Linked DNA regions of Bicyclus anynana: region 2 is linked to region 1. Evidence: chromatin contacts called from public Hi-C data. All regions are on one chromosome and are shown on one strand. The core of a region is the stretch at or near the end of the contact, and the rest is flanking DNA. Distances in the headings are between cores, read along the strand shown.

Region 1 (3,058 bases), core at 156-2,655:
CCAAATTTCATCCAAATCCGTTCTGTGGTTTAACCGTGATAATCAGACAGACTTACTTTCGTACTTTACGTATTTATAATATTAGTATGGATTATTAATTATTATTATTTAATAATAAATTTACATTTAAATATAAATTTACAATTTACATAGAGTTAGATAAATAAAAATCCTAAAAGTCCGAAAAGTCGGTCCTGCTGGCCTATTCTATGACTTTGGTCTATTAGCCACCTAAAGTTATTATCATTAAATCAACAACAACCGCATTTTTCACATTCTGTAAAGCCCATTGTTAACAAAAATCACAATGTCAAACACACTGGTTATTAATTTTGATTAGTTATCAATAAAACAGTGAATACTAAATCACGTGATTTTAGAATCACTAACAACAGCTATTTGGTAAATTTCGTGTATATCCACTAAAGTTACCTACTAAGTTTGTGAATAGGCCAGCTTATACGAACTTATACGAATACGTAATACTGGTAAAAAGAGATTAGAGGGCGTACAGTTTGGCAGAATGAGTCTTAAGGACAGTACCAAATTTTTAGCAGTTCCTGCATGTTTGCGGAATGAGTCCAAGGACTATGACAAATTTTTAGCAGTACGTACATGTTTGCGGAATGACTCTGAGGATTATACCAAATTTTTAGCAATACCTACATGTTTACGGAATGAGTTCAAGGACTATAAAATTTTTTTAGCAGTACGTACATGTTTGCGGAATGAGTCTGAGGACTACCAAATTTTTAGCAATACCTACATGTTTGCGGAATGAGTCTAAGGACTGTACCAAATTTTTAGCAGTACCTACATGTGTGTCGCCTTGCCATCTAGCCAGGTATGTTGAAACGATGGCTCGCTCGGCTACTAATCGCCACAACATGCCTGCATGTTTCGCAACCACTGGACCGACCACTCACTCAATGCGAAATACTTCGATCGGCTGTAATTCGAATAAATCTTGATCATTCCAATACAATTTTCTGTATAACACGACTCTCAAATTATTATTAATACGTGCCAGATATCCTAACACATCATGTACTTCTTTTGAACTACATTTTAATGTTAAATATAATTTCATTGCGTGCAGTATACAAGTCAAACAGACCACGACGTTATAACTTGTAGATATAATATGAAACGCAAAAGGCAACTAACACTACAAGCTATCTCTACCAATCTGTCTAAAAAGAGCTTATTTATGTATTTGCATTTAGCAAGATCGATTAAATTTTACCAAGAAAAACACCATTCTGATTTCAAGGCGTGATTTCTAAACAGGTTGTGAGAAACAGCATTGAGAGCATCGAATGAGTAGTCTTTACATGATTTCTGCGCGTTTGGTCGCCGACGCAGACTAGAAAAGCGGTCCGTCGGAGGAGGGTTATAAGAGGGGAGTCAAGGCCGTCCGCGTGACATACATTCGTCCCACCACATTCACCTTCCGTCCGCCACCTGCCCACCACCACTGTCAAGGCTGTCTTGCGAAAGATCACGTCGAGTATACACACGCAGAGCGCTCAGTTTACGCGAGGTCTACTTGTGAAAAACTCATTTCGCAACTGACCAACGCTAGTTTATTAACATCGTAATATTAGTTTTCAAGTTCACTCGTGGCTGGCTGTCTTCTGGACGTCTGAGATTGATTGACGTCTCTGTTGCCATATAGAATACGTACATAGATACTTGACTCTACTTCTGCAGCTTTAAATTTGGCTACATAATCGATATTGAAACGAGCCTTTGAGTTTGTTATGTGACTCACGTCCGGCACCTAATTTGCAAATTCTTTAATTTATTTCAACGATAGGTCTATAGTCCTTGGAAGTAGGCGACGGAATTAAAATATTTTAAACTTATTACCAACACTGTGTACACTTGCATAAGATCGTATTCATAGGTGTAAATGAATTGCAGAATAGAAACTCAAACGCAGTTGGAATATAGTTGGCGTGAAATCGTAGAGATTTTTCTGGTAAATTATTCATGCGGCTTGCGATGGGCAGACTTTCGAAGCATTCTTGTAAAAGCCTTTCACTCTTATCAGGTGCCGTCTGCGCAAAACGTGTGTGATAGTTGATTGAACTGTGCCGAAAAGCAATTCCAGTTTATAGAATTACTTAAATAAATGCTATCTTATATCTTATACATATCTTATAATAGAAGCGACAGGTCATCACGAATTATCGAAAACCACTTGACGTATTAAGATGAAATTTTGCAGGAAGGTAGTTTATAATTAGTAGACATCTGCTAAGAACAGATTTTGCTGGAGTTCAGTGCGACAAATCAGAAATAATTAAAAACATAATATGTTATTTAATAGTTTTCTCTTTTTTTCTGAACTATGCTTAGACGATTAAGCTCTACTCATCTTGTCGCCTTAAAATCCTAAAATACTGAGTGATATGCTATATGTTCTACGTTAATTATATTTTTGGATTCCGTAATCGTTACACAGACTTGATTCGTTTAGTATGACAAAGAGAACGATACTAGAATCACAATTGTAAACTACTCTTAGTGACATTGAATTTACGCAAATTTTTAAGGTACTCGAGTGTACTTCACAGAGTTACTTAAATAATAAATTAATTTGAGTACTTAAATGGAATCCAAAATGCAGATGGAGTAAAAAATCTTACGTCTAGCTTAAGCGCAAAAAGTAACGGAATTTGTTAAAATTATTTCAAATTTCAAATAGAAAGAGACTAAAACGATATTTCATATATTGTATATTCTAAGAAACAATGTTTCTATGGCACAGAATGCGCATCCTGAAACCTATTAGTTTTATACTTGGCAATTTATATTAGAAACCATTTGTATGCTTATCTGCGTGTTTGAAGTGATTATACCACCTAAGTTATAATTAATGAACATGATGTTAAGTTAAGTATGATGGCATAGCGTTGCCTATCTTAGATGCATCTTCATGAAACAGAAGTTGTGTACAATCTCCAAAATTACGTATATTTGACTAGCGGACGCGCGCGACTTAGTCCGCGTGGATTTCAATTTTTCACAAATAACGCGAGAGCTGTCGCGG
Region 2 (3,058 bases), core at 361-2,860, 48 kb before region 1:
TGGATGACTCCTGCCTGTGAAGCAAGGAACATATTTACTCAGGAGTGTGAACATAATAACCTACAGTGTGGTTAATGAACTACTTTCTAGTATTCATAGGTTTATATTTGTAAGCTTGATTTTATATCTCACCTTGCAATTACTTTCACAAATATGAAAAATCTTTTATTTGATTTCTGAAAAATAAAATATTAGGTTATTTAATTCTAAAATAAATGCTAAGAATGACATTGACACTGACAGCTTGGTAACAATAGGTCAATAAAATTATATTCTGTGGATTTCCACTATTTCCCGTAGTGCTGCCATTATTTATTTAAATATTCTCCTAGTCTTCCGCTATTTTGTGGACTAAGCCAACGATAAACAAAAAATAATATACAAAAGCTTTGAATTTTAGGTTATAGATTATAGAAAATCTTTATCATAAATATAGTTTTGATAAATTTAAATATTTAATCATCACTTACTTTTAGAGTTTACTGTGTATTGGGAAACAAATATTTCTAAAGGCTACACTGTCATCATCCTTATTAACATTATCAGCCCGTTTTATCGATCTAATATAGGGCCAGGTCTCTTTCCTTAAACGAGAGGGGATATAAAGCTAAGCCCACAAAGCTTTGGAACACCACGGTGAGCTTAGCTCTCTACCCATCGGTAGTGATAATGATAAATTCACTAACGACAACTATCAGCTGATGTTAATGACCAGGACCGATGGCCTAATTCGCTCTCCGCGGCAAGGGGGTGTAACATCACCGACTTTTCAACTCCGGACTGCAAATTTTAACTAAACATTTCTAATAATAAAGAAATCTTTGTATTGTATTTAATCATACTGTATTGTATGTATCAATCATATCTTGTATGTTATCTCATAACCTGAACCAGAATTTCCAGGATCTCGTTATCCACCACATAGGCTAACCACTAAACCGACGAGTCATTTATTGCTCTACTATTCTGCTTACAGACTTTAACCACAGTAGAATTGCAGCAAATTCTATAATAATTATAGAACGTGTATCTCAAACGCGTATTAAAATTTGCAACCTTATCTAACAGGATCTTATAAAATTTCATTGGACAGGGAAACAACATTCTTACAGTATACTATGTATAATCTTACAGGTATTCCATGACTGTTCCCCCGGGTTGAAAGTTTCTTCTCTCCGAGTTTCTCTCAGAGAAAGTTAAACCAGAGTTTTTTCTCCGCCACATGATGGTCCCAGCACCAGCAAGGTGAATCCATGGAATAAAAAATTCTTCATCTTTAAAAATAACTTAAATTATTTGTTCTCAAACATACATAAATACTTACAGGATTATTGTTATATTTCAAATTATCTATGCGTACATTTTTCCTTATGTAACAGGCTGATATCAAGATGTTTATCTAAGAAAAATCAGTCTCTTAGTGATAAATTAAAAAAGAATAGTTTCTTCAAATAATCAAACTGTAACGCAGCAGATAGTGTGATATGAAATTAAAAATATTTTTTTATTTATAAAACCTACTAAAAGCTACTAGTTTTTCATTTCTGGCAATACTGGTAGATTCGAAAGATTGACAATCAGCTGTCTAAGTGGGGAGGAAAAAGCTGATCGCTCGGGCGCTATGTGTGTAATGTAGTTCATGTCTTCAAGCGTTTGGTCGCAGTTGTAGCTATGGCGTGTTTAAGTTCGAGTAGGCTTTGTGCTCGTGTTCAGGATCAGTTAATGTGTCAATTCGGACCTAAAGTTCGAAGACAGACTGTATTTGTGAAACTCAAACCACCCGGACCATCTCCGTTGAGGATATTTGGAAAGACCTGTCAGGTTAGATAATTTCTTTAAAACGAATTATAACACCTTTTTAAAACTTAATTATCTCATAATTATATAATTAATTGGTATAAAAATGTACAATTACCAATCTTATTATGATCTTTGATTGTAACTTTGACATTAACAACAATCCTTTTTACATAACAGCATGTCATTAACCTATAAAGTCAGCTGATCTATTCGAGATTTCGATTTATTTTGCAATAAATATATTTTTAATTAAACTTTAGTACAATCAAATCACATCTACAAAAAAATCCGTGAAATTATACACTGTATGCTTGCCTAGTGCGATGAATTCACAAAAATTCTAAAAAGTGAAATTATGTCTGCGGTCAGTAGGTCAATTCGCGGCACAGGTTTCTCGGGTAAAACCTGCGATTTCCATTGAAATCAAAAGCTTTTACTTGTGACAAATAAGGCGTTTATTGTTACACATTAAATGATCAGATAAAATTCAAGTTTGAAAATTTAATATCGATATAGAACACGATAATAATCGATCGGATATGTATGTAATATTTAGGAAACTATCAAACAGTAATAACTACAGAGTACATAGATGAGTAGTTAATTATTGAACATTTATTTATGAAATTTCCTTAAGGTAATTAGTAGTAGTGTGATTCAGTACAACTTATCGCGGCTGTACTCGGCCGGCAACCGCGCGGCCAATGGTGCGGTCACGAGCCGCGCGAAACGTCGTGCTTTCTCGAGCAGCGTGCGAGCATGCGATGTAGAATCTTGACGAGTCACACAAAACTTTCTAAGCAACAATTATGACATTAATATTTAATTTCGCCTATTCAAAATCCAATGGAAAGATATTTTCTAGCCATTTTCCGTCGTTATTTTATAACTTTGATTCTGACGTCAATTGTAAAATACTAGCCGACGTCCCGTGGTTTCACTCATGTAGTCCACGTTTCTATGAGAATGCAGGATAAAATATAGCCTGTGACACTCACAAATATCGTGACTTTTTTGTGGTAGGTACAAGAATTTTTAAAATTATTTTACTAATTATAAATTTATACTATATAGGTAGGTACATATTATAAAAAGGTAAAGTTTGTGGTGTTATAGGAATGTATAATGCTCGCGGATGTAAATGAGAATCGCTAATTTGATGTACTATAATGCTATTCACGCTCACGCAAAAACTACTGAATTAATTTCGATGAAACTTAACTGCAGTACCTAGTAGACGTATAGGACCTACATACTT

The links. A called contact is a pair of places that touch in the nucleus more often than the background predicts.
Region 2: a contact with region 1 is called in a Hi-C map of whole body, with 2.6 times the contacts expected there. The contact joins the promoter of LOC112055112 here to the enhancer-like site in region 1. A contact is called at or near these places in 2 of 2 Hi-C or Micro-C datasets (whole body and whole larva).

What each region holds. Positions count from the first base shown.
Region 1 is chr12:8,895,543-8,898,600 of ilBicAnyn1.1, reverse strand. The region is part of intron 4 of LOC112055112 (all trans-polyprenyl-diphosphate synthase PDSS1); the gene reads left to right. Among protein-coding and RNA genes, the nearest start is that of LOC112055114, 22 kb to the right of the region's middle. Within about 2 kb of position 1,405, at least 8 of the 8 cell types and tissues checked have open chromatin away from gene starts, as enhancers often do.
Region 2 is chr12:8,943,824-8,946,881 of ilBicAnyn1.1, reverse strand. It overlaps LOC112055112 (all trans-polyprenyl-diphosphate synthase PDSS1), which reads left to right and starts at 1,610. Exons shown (of 8, transcript XM_052884553.1): 1 at 1,610-1,821. The coding sequence starts at 1,672. It overlaps LOC112054842 (39S ribosomal protein L32, mitochondrial), which reads right to left and starts at 192. Exons shown (of 5, transcript XM_024094756.2): 1 at 133-192; 2 at 1-14.